3 separate regions of the Zea mays genome follow, and regions 2 and 3 are each linked to region 1. Evidence: chromatin contacts called from public Hi-C data. All regions are on one chromosome and are shown on one strand. The core of a region is the stretch at or near the end of the contact, and the rest is flanking DNA. Distances in the headings are between cores, read along the strand shown.

What was found. Hi-C and Micro-C count contacts between places; a contact is called where the count stands out from the background.
Region 2: a Hi-C map of leaf shows a contact between it and region 1, with 3 times the contacts expected there. The contact joins the promoter of LOC542581 here to the promoter of LOC100274502 in region 1. A contact is called at or near these places in 13 of 25 Hi-C or Micro-C datasets (bundle sheath, ear, endosperm and 5 more) and 2 of 3 datasets of contacts at active chromatin or transcription factors (leaf and seedling).
Region 3: a contact with region 1 is called in a Hi-C map of leaf, with 2.8 times the contacts expected there. The contact joins the promoter of LOC100274129 here to the promoter of LOC100274502 in region 1. A contact is called at or near these places in 11 of 25 Hi-C or Micro-C datasets (bundle sheath, ear, endosperm and 3 more) and 2 of 3 datasets of contacts at active chromatin or transcription factors (leaf and seedling).

The regions. Positions count from the first base shown.
Region 1 is chr9:92,196,776-92,199,862 of Zm-B73-REFERENCE-NAM-5.0, reverse strand. It overlaps LOC100274502, which reads left to right and starts at 1,641. Exons shown (of 7, transcript NM_001148860.1): 1 at 1,641-2,086. The coding sequence starts at 1,969.
Region 2 is chr9:92,391,094-92,394,245 of Zm-B73-REFERENCE-NAM-5.0, reverse strand. LOC542581 (elongation factor 1-alpha) reads right to left here and starts at 1,490. Exons shown (of 3, transcript NM_001112117.2): 1 at 1,357-1,490; 2 at 264-748. The coding sequence starts at 725.
Region 3 is chr9:91,987,559-91,990,708 of Zm-B73-REFERENCE-NAM-5.0, reverse strand. It overlaps LOC100274129, which reads right to left and starts at 1,421. Exons shown (of 9, transcript NR_158626.1): 1 at 965-1,421; 2 at 736-873.

The DNA.
Region 1 (3,087 bases), core at 392-2,891:
AAGCTGCAACGTATCCATCTGCATGCACGAGAGAATGACCAGCTCCAGCTGAACTGAGCTGCCAGGTGCCAATGCCAGCAGGCATGGATCGATCAGACTGCACCAGTACAAACCAAACATCATGTAGTATTTGTACGTACAGTCCCTCCCGTTCCCTTGTTCGATTCTCAGCGCCCCGCTCTTTGACAAATACATGAGACGCGCTTCTTCTAGAGCAGATACGTCTCACGATCCTCTCACGTCGCGTCGCCGCTGCACGCACGCTTCGTCGATCTCATACGCTCGAGCTCGGGGCTCGAGTAGCTGGCCGCCTTTCGGATTCCATGCATGCGCATGCATATTGCAGGTGCAGACAGTCAGCCTCGCGTGTGCCGTACGTCCACCGTCGGCCACAAGGTTACAACACGCACGGGACCGGTCGGCCTACGTGCTCGCTCGGACGCACGCACACTCGATAGGACGGACAACAGGCACAGATGCATGGATGGATGGATGGAGTCGATGATGCAATGTCGGTTCACCGTTTCATGCATGCATGGGCTGATTGCAGGCTGCAGCAGCGCGTATGCAAGGGCAGGCGAGGAGCAGAGCTCGGGTCCTCGCGCGCGACATATGGCTGGGGCTGGGGGGCAGGCAGGCAGGCACCACACGGATCAGGTCACAGCACCCCGCGAAGCACAGGCGCCTGCAGTCCAGTCGTCCAGCGGCATGCAGAGCGAGCAGGCCTCGAGGCCAACGCCGCACGTGGCAGGGTCTTGAGCTCGAGCGCGTCCCCTCGAGGCACTGGACGTCGCCAATGTTGAGGTGTTCGACGAGCCGACGTTGGGAGGTGTCGACGGTGGGCTTGCGAACGGACGTGCAGTGGAAGTATCGGTCTGCCTCGGCTCAGTCCCCGCCGCCGTCGAACAGCCTTGGCTCGCCTCGGCCCGGTCCCCGACGTCGAGCTAAGGTCGACAAGACCGCCACGCACGCTCCAGGCCGGCGGGGGGGCTGCGGTCGGTGCTGCTTCGCCTTCGGCCTTGCTGGTCATGGCAAACAAAGATGATGGGAGGAGGTTAGTGCATGCCATGTGGGTCCAGCTACACCAACAAACGGCGTTGGCCAGCTTTTGACGGCAATGGTAGAGAGGGGAATAAAATCTAAAATTGATGGCATAGAAGGAATGCTATAATTTATAATGGCACATAAAGTATCGATATAATTTTCAGTGGCATAGAGGGAATTAACTCTTTCCAAAACTCTAAAAATACTACAGCTTTAAGTAGACCATGGTATTTGAAACTGTGTTTTATTAGTAGCATCCAAACACGTTTTAATTTTTAATACTACGGTATCATCAAATACTACAGTATTCATTCAAAACTGTAACAAAACTGTGCTCCCAAAAAGAATTTAAACACCCTTGGTACCTCTGAGCCACTCCAATTCAAAAGCATCGAAACTAGGCCTAACCGAACAACCAGCATTCCGCAACGACCCCCAAGCTCAACATCAGCTACCACTCGTGCAGTCACCCTCCCGCTACGACCTACGATCATGACCAAAGGACCGATCGAGCGCGTGCCGCTTCGTCTCGGCTCGTCCCAAGTCCTAACCCTATATAAGCACAGGGTCTGGCTTCCTGCCCCTGCCCCCCTGCCCCACACTTTAGCCCAAGGAGGCCGGCCTCGCCTCGCCTCGCCTCGCTTCATACGCCCGCCCGCCCCTGCCGATCCATCCACCCAATAAAGCGCCTGTACAGATCCAACCCTTAGGATCCGGATCGCCTTACCCCCCCGCGACGATTTGCGCGATTCGATTCGATTCGATTCGATTATCCTCCGATTTTCCCCGTTTTTTGTAGGTTTCCTCTCTTTTTCGATCGGTGTGCTAGGGTTTGGGCGCGCGGAGGCGTCGCATTCCAGGGTAATCATTGGTTCGACGGGCTAGGGTGCTTTCTCACCCGGGGAACGGAAGCGAATCCAGACGATGGAGAAGAAGAAGGTGGCGATACCGCTGGTGTGCCACGGCCACTCGCGGCCGGTGGTGGACCTCTTCTACAGCCCCGTCACACCCGATGGCTACTTCCTCATCAGCGCCAGCAAGGGTAAGCGAATCCTCAACTTCCCTTCCCGTGTGATAGTTCATTTTAGTTTTCTGATTGGCTAGGATTGGCTTGGTGGTTGAGTGATTGTGATGCGATGATCTGCTGTTACTTATATGTGTTTACGAGATATTGGTTAGGATGATGTGTTTGATCGTTATATTTTCAATCTAATTTTATGTGGATGTAAGAATTAGTTGCCAGTGCAATTTGTGCCATGATAGTCTCCTGATGCTTTAAACTATGTAGTTTATTTGGTGTGGGTTCAATGTTTCGTTGGTGTGGGGGCTCAACATTTGTAAACTACATATACTGTAGACGTTGGACATTGTTCTTTTGCTGGTCAAGTAAATACGATTACATACCCATGTTGTTTAAGATAATGGTTTTAGTTGATGGTGTAATTAGGCGAACCATCAAGTAATCTAGATTTTTGGATTTTCATAAAAAGAGTTTTGATTTTTATCAAAACAATATTAATAAGTTGGTTATAATCATTGTTTTTTTAGAAAAGAGCCAATCATTCAAAGATATCTATTATTTTTATTGTATGTTTAAATGGAGTTCAGACTGAAAACATAAGAAAGAAAACATCGGACATGAATCACAGGAAAAAAAGCATCGCAGTCACTTGGATCTGGAAAGCGGAAGACAAAATCATGGAAACCAAGCGGAAAAAAGTCAGACAAAAATAACCAAGCATGAAGTTTGAACGAAAAATCCGAATGGAGGTCTGACTGAAACAGGAACAGAAATGTGGATGACCTGGAACAGAAACACAGATGTCTTACACACAGAATGATCTGGAAAGAAACACAGGACGGTGTATATGAGGAGTCAGAAAAAAGTTACGACAAAACAAACAACAACAAAGCCTTTTATCTCAAGCAAGTTGGGGTAGGCTAGAAAAAAGCTACCATGACAGAATTTCTCTCTTTAATATGAGGTGTAGATATAAGAGCAATTTTCATAGCTTTATTTTTTGAGCACCACCGAGTTACAAG
Region 2 (3,152 bases), core at 241-2,740, 190 kb before region 1:
AACTTGCGAAGTAATAAAGATGGATTGCTATCATACATAAACATGTAGGAAGCAGATGGCCTTTAAAATGCAAGCAATCAGTGTTTCACTTTGTCAAAACTAGCATACAACTAACATTAGCTATTCAATCACAGCACAAATGCAGTATTTTCAACTTGAAGGCAGTAATACTGAGAGAAGATAAATATTGCTAGACTATTGAAATACATTTACAGGCATCTCAGTTCATGAACCAGAATAAATAGAAATTCCTGGAATCATACCTTGTTGCAGCAGCAAATCATCTGCTTCACACCAAGTGTGAAAGCAAGGAGAGCATGCTCACGGGTCTGGCCATCCTTGGAGATACCAGCCTCAAAACCACCAGTGGTTGAGTCAATGATAAGAACAGCACAGTCAGCTTGGGAAGTGCCAGTGATCATATTCTTGATGAAGTCACGGTGTCCCGGGGCATCAATAACAGTGCAGTAGTACTTGGTGGTCTCGAACTTCCACAGGGCAATATCAATTGTAATACCTCTCTCACGCTCAGCCTTGAGCTTGTCAAGCACCCACGCATACTTGAATGACCGCTTGTTCATCTCGGCAGCCTCTTTCTCGAACCTCTCAATCACTCGCTTGTCAATACCTCCAAGCTTGTAGATCAGGTGGCCAGTGGTGGTCGACTTGCCAGAGTCGACATGGCCAATGACCACAATGTTGATGTGAGTCTTCTCCTTACCCATGGCTGAAGGAAAATGTTACACTGCTGCTTACATCAAACATAGCAGATAAAAAGTCAATAGATAAATATATGTCAATAAACCAGTAATCAAACAAAGGGCAGGAAAACCCAAGTCGAAGTACCCCACCCACACAACATCAGAGATCCGAAACTAGACCCGATGAACAACGCAACGGTAATCATCTATGGCCGAGAATCAGTTGCAAACTGCAATCGTATTTATATACGAAATACATACTAAAGGTAGATGAAGAAGCGGAAGCTAAACTTGGATTAGTACTCCTACTGTCATACAAACAAAACAGAGATGAAGCGCCTCAGCCACGTAATATTATAGATCTCGGAAACTCAGTTACAATTTATGGCTCAATAACCAGTTGTAAGCTGCAAGTTCATACATAGACAATAAAGGTAGCGGCGGAGGAAAAAAACACTTAATTAAAAATACAGTGCATGAATCGGCTCAGCTCATCACACATAACGACGATCGACAAACCTAGTAGATCTGGGCATCAAACGAACAGGCTCAAGGCAGAGCGAAAAGAGAAGGAAGAGAAGCGCGCCCGCGCGTGAAGCAGAGTACCTCGTCGAGCGAAAAAAGAAGGAAGAGAAGCGCGCGCGCGGAAGTGTACCTCGTCGGGCGTCAGTAGAGTGGTGTGGTTTCTGCTCGCCTCTGATCTGAGGATACGGTGACGGCGCGCCGGCTACTACCAGTCTGCGGCAGCCGACTGCGTCTGGTGTCTGAGAGTGAGAACAGAATGGAGATAGGTTTTATAAGGAACGCGCCCTAGGGTTAGGACATGGATGAATGGGCTATTGGGCCCAAATATTACTTCACGGGCCACAAATGAACAAACAAAGCATCCGACGTACACATGCACGCATACTCGCTTGGTTTAATTTAATCCGAAGCGAACAATATCGTTATTATTATGTACTAGTGTCTTGCGCGCGCCCATGCGCGCATAGTGTTGTGTGTGTGTGTTTTGTAATTTTTCAATGTTTGGATTTAATTTATAATTTACATGGAATGCAAACAAAAGGTGCATTGTGTTTCTTATATGCATTTAGATGCATGTACAAGCTAGTATTATTTACATGTCACAAATAACATTCATAGTTTTATAGCCTCCAGCATAGTTCTTGGTGCAAATAAGATAAACACATGAATTACTAAAGATGACGGATAAGGTTGCAGTTCGTATTTTTCCTAAATTTTGGTTCTTGATTTGGAGCTGGTACCTTCTGGTAGAGCAAGATGTTGTCGGCATCGAACATTCCTACAAAGCAAGTATGAAATAGTTAAGCATCTTGACACTCGTAAAATAGCAAAGCTAAAACAAATTGGTTACTCCTATAAACATTTAAATTATACAATCAGGACATGTTTGGCTCCAAACTAATAATGAGGATGTAGCAATCTGCTAAACTTTAGCTCTATGGATATAAATAGGTCTAGATAACAGATTGTAATAAACTTTAGATTGTTTCTAAATCCCCATTATCTTACTATCTACCCAAACAATGGGGGCTAACAGGAACATTACTCTCCAATTATTAATTAACCCATTAGTTATGGATATAAACACCACAACCTACTATCCACTCTGCTAGGTAGTAGTTAGCAAATATTAGCTAAATAATGATAATATGTATTACATCCAATAGATCCTAAGAAAGGTCGAGACAACCAAATAGCAAATAGCCATGCATGGTAATCCACATGCAATCAGCAACTTGGAGGGAATAGCTCATCAACATTATGTGATGGTCATGGCACCAATTGAAAAAAAAATGTAGGTTAGTAAATGTTGGGTATTTATAGAATCTGACTCCAAGAATTAGATTGTTGTGAAAGCTTATATTATGAAATAAAAAAACACTTCTTAGGCCATAAGAATTGAAATCTAGAGCTTGAAGAGGCTGCAGAGTTAGTTCTTTAGGTAAGGATTTTTTGCGACATATGCCAGGGTTCGTAAAGCATGAGAACATAAGTTAGCCTTGTTTTAAATATACGAATCATTGTACGAAAGTTAGAAAGTGTGGGTGTAAATAAAAAGGAATTCATGACATAAGGAATAAATCAAGATCGTCTCCCGGTTACTGTACCAATTCTTGCTCGCCCATCCCTCCCATCAGCTCACTGCATATCATCTAGGTCGGCCTAGCCCTAGCGAGTCGTGGTGGCTGCTGCTGTGGACCAGGTGCCGCGGTTGCTGGCCTCTGCCGAACCGAGGCGACGGACACGGGAGCACTCCGTGGGATCGTTTCCCAGCCTCATTACATGATGTTTCTAGACAACAGCGGACAAACTAAGAGAATATATAGGAATGTGTCTTTTCCCTCTCGCTTATGGGGGTGATGCCTTTTAGGCTTCCACGAAGAGGAGGTCGTGGAACCGTGGGTTCTTCATTCACAGATCCGGCCA
Region 3 (3,150 bases), core at 172-2,671, 210 kb after region 1:
TTCATTTAAGCACCCCATTGTACAAGGAAGCATTGTATCATGGTTGGCTGGGGATCACTACTGGACACAACTCCTTTGCCGAGCGTCTCAGACACTCGACAAAGGCTATTTTACACTCGGCAAAGGCTTTGCCGAGTGTAACACTCGACGTAGGACTTTGCCGAGTGCGGCGCTCGGCAAAGTCGGCTTTGCCGAGTGCCCGATAAAAAGCACTCGGCAAACCGGCCGGCACTCGGCAAAGGCCCGGATTCCGGTAGTGGATAGGGTTTAGTGTATGACAATTGACAAGCTATCAACGAACTACAAGTATACACATGAGCGAAGCTAGGTTCATTCTAGGGGGTGCAAATGCACCCCTAAAAAATACAGAATCAGTTAAAATGCGCAGATTTTCACCATATATGCACCCACATTACTTGATGTATATGCATCCATGAAGAAATTGCACACCCGTCAAATTTACTCTAGATTTGCCACTGAGTATACAGCATGGCGTATACGAAACAGGCAGGAAACTTGTCAGACAAACCTCTGTTAATTTTTGTACTGTGCAAACTAGTTCACCTGACAACTTGTAACTATATATTGCTCTTTACATGTACTATTGTCATTTGCATGTTCTTATACGCTGTATCTCAATGTGGTAACAAATAGGGGAAATGAACACAATGTTTTATGTCTGCGCGGCAAAAACCACACGAATCTAATTTCCGTCTGATAAGCAAGAGTGCTAACCACATGGCTGTTGAACTTGAGATTCTTCGGGTTGACGCCCATGATCGACAGGCCAGTGAAGACCAGCTCCGGCTTCCAGGGAAGGAGCATAAACTTCATCACCATGGTCCACCTCGTGGTGAGCTCGTACGGCCCTGTCTAGAACCAAATTCAGCACAGTCAACAGCTGCCACAACTAGAAACTTCGCTGCGCACGGGCGAGTCCTCGCCAGAGTCGAGCGCGCTGAACCTGCTTGACGGCGTGGAGGTAGAAGTCGGGGCGGAAGAGGAGCTTGAGGAGGCGGATGTTGAAGAGGTAGCCGTCGATGGTGTCGTGGCGGGTGATAGGGTCGCGGAACCGCACGCGGTCATCGTACGCGGACCGGTCGATGCCGACGTCGTCGAACAGGTGCGGCAGGTCGGCCCGCAGAAACTGACACAGCCTCTCTGCATCATCCGCAGAGAGGCCCCCGCCGCTGCCCATCTCCCCCTGGTCATCCTCCTTCGACGCGGCCGACGCCGGGGCCACAGCGCCGCCGGGCGGCGCCGCCCGTGCCGCGAGACGGGGTCTCCTCTTTCGGGAGGACGAGGAGATCGTAGTAGCGCATGGGCGGAGACGAAAGGACACGACGGTGCGGGGCGCCGGTGGCGGTGGGAGGACGAGGAGGCGGGAGCGGAGGCATGTGGTGTTGGCCATTGCTGCTGCCATTCGTTTCCGCAGAAGTATCTCTCTCTTCGCGTTTTACTATATAGACATATATTTCTTTTACAATTGCGCGCGTGTTAACATTTGGACCAGAAGATTACTGGCGGGCCTTGTCCAATCTCTAACCGCAGGCCCCCGCGTGTTAAAATCGATTGGACGGGTGAAGTTAACACTCGTCACACCTTGCAACTACACGTGGCTAATGGACAGTGCCGTGCAAGCACGGCCGGAGCCCGTCATGGGCCGTGCCGATTTAATCGATCCGAGACACGGTACAGATAAATAGCGGGCGGGGTTATGGTGTCTGTCCGTGAGCCGAAGTCTGAGCCCAAACATAACCCTACTAATTTAAAACGGGTTATGATAGACTATCATGTCGTATCGTGCTAAGGTTCTGAGTGACCAAAGGTCTGCCTTATAACATAGCTTGAAAATAATTTATTTTTCCTATTTTTTGTTGCTTATTTTTCTCATTTTTTTACAGAACTCGAAAATAGATGAAAGTGGGGATTGAGTTGGTCATATTTATATATATTATGGTGGCCTAGATTAGGACAAGACTAGGCCACAAACGGGTCATGCTAAGTCGTGGTCGGTTTGATGGGCTATCCGTGATTAGCATCGTGCTAAATGAGCTGACAGTAAATAGGTCGTGCCTGTGTCGCCCAATGGGCTTGTACCTAAGTCCAAGCACGACCCATGATGGGTCTCATGCCGGCCAAAATGGTGGTGCCTCGTGTCGTCCCATATAACTTGACCCATCTGGTCACCTATACTTGCAACACATGACCGACTATAAAAACGAACGAAAATAGACAGAAAACCCCTCTCGTTTCCATTTCCGTATTTTATTGGTGAAAACGAGACCAGGTCTAGAATAGCCAGGAACGAAAATAGATGTAGAATAAATGGGTGTAAAAAAGGGACGTGAATATTAAGCCGAAACTTGTAACTTATACAAACACACTAATATTGGTGGTTAGTTAGTTATTGAATGGCAAGATAATAACATGAAACAAATAGATACATAGAGGTAACACTTAGTTGTTGTTTGCTTGTTTATGATGTACTTATAGCTATGAGTGGTGTTGTTTAAGTCTTTAGACCACTTGTCACTGAGTCGATGGCTATAACGACCTCTTGTGATATAATTTGTCATATAAGGATATGAGGCTTTAACTAATGCACTAATATATATTGGGCTGATCTTGGATTTCTCAAATACGGGTTCAACCCGACCGTCTCTCGTTTTCGAACTATTTATGGATTTTCCACAAATTTAAAAAACGAGAGAATCAAATATGGAAAACGGTACGGATCGGGACGAGATTTTACCCGTTCGTTTTCAACCCTATGACCAACCAAAAAAATTCCCTTCAGTGTCTGTTTGGATGTAGGCATTAAGGATGGTAGAATTAAATTAGATTAATACTAAATCTTCTTGATATTGGAAATGAGTTGCAATATAAATCTGTTGTTTGGATGTATCTGGAATTGCAATTCCAACCAATACAGAAGGTCTATTCTCTAAATTATGTGAGACAACTTCTAGTTATAGTCTAATACTGAGGAATTGAACTTTAATTTAAACTATAAATTCATTATACAAGCAAACAACATAATTTAGGAATCTTGGTTCCAATTTCTAATTCTAGACTTCAATATCTACACCCAAACGGGTTGTCAGAGTAAGTTTAATAATATAGCCGACCATTGATGGCAAGGACAGT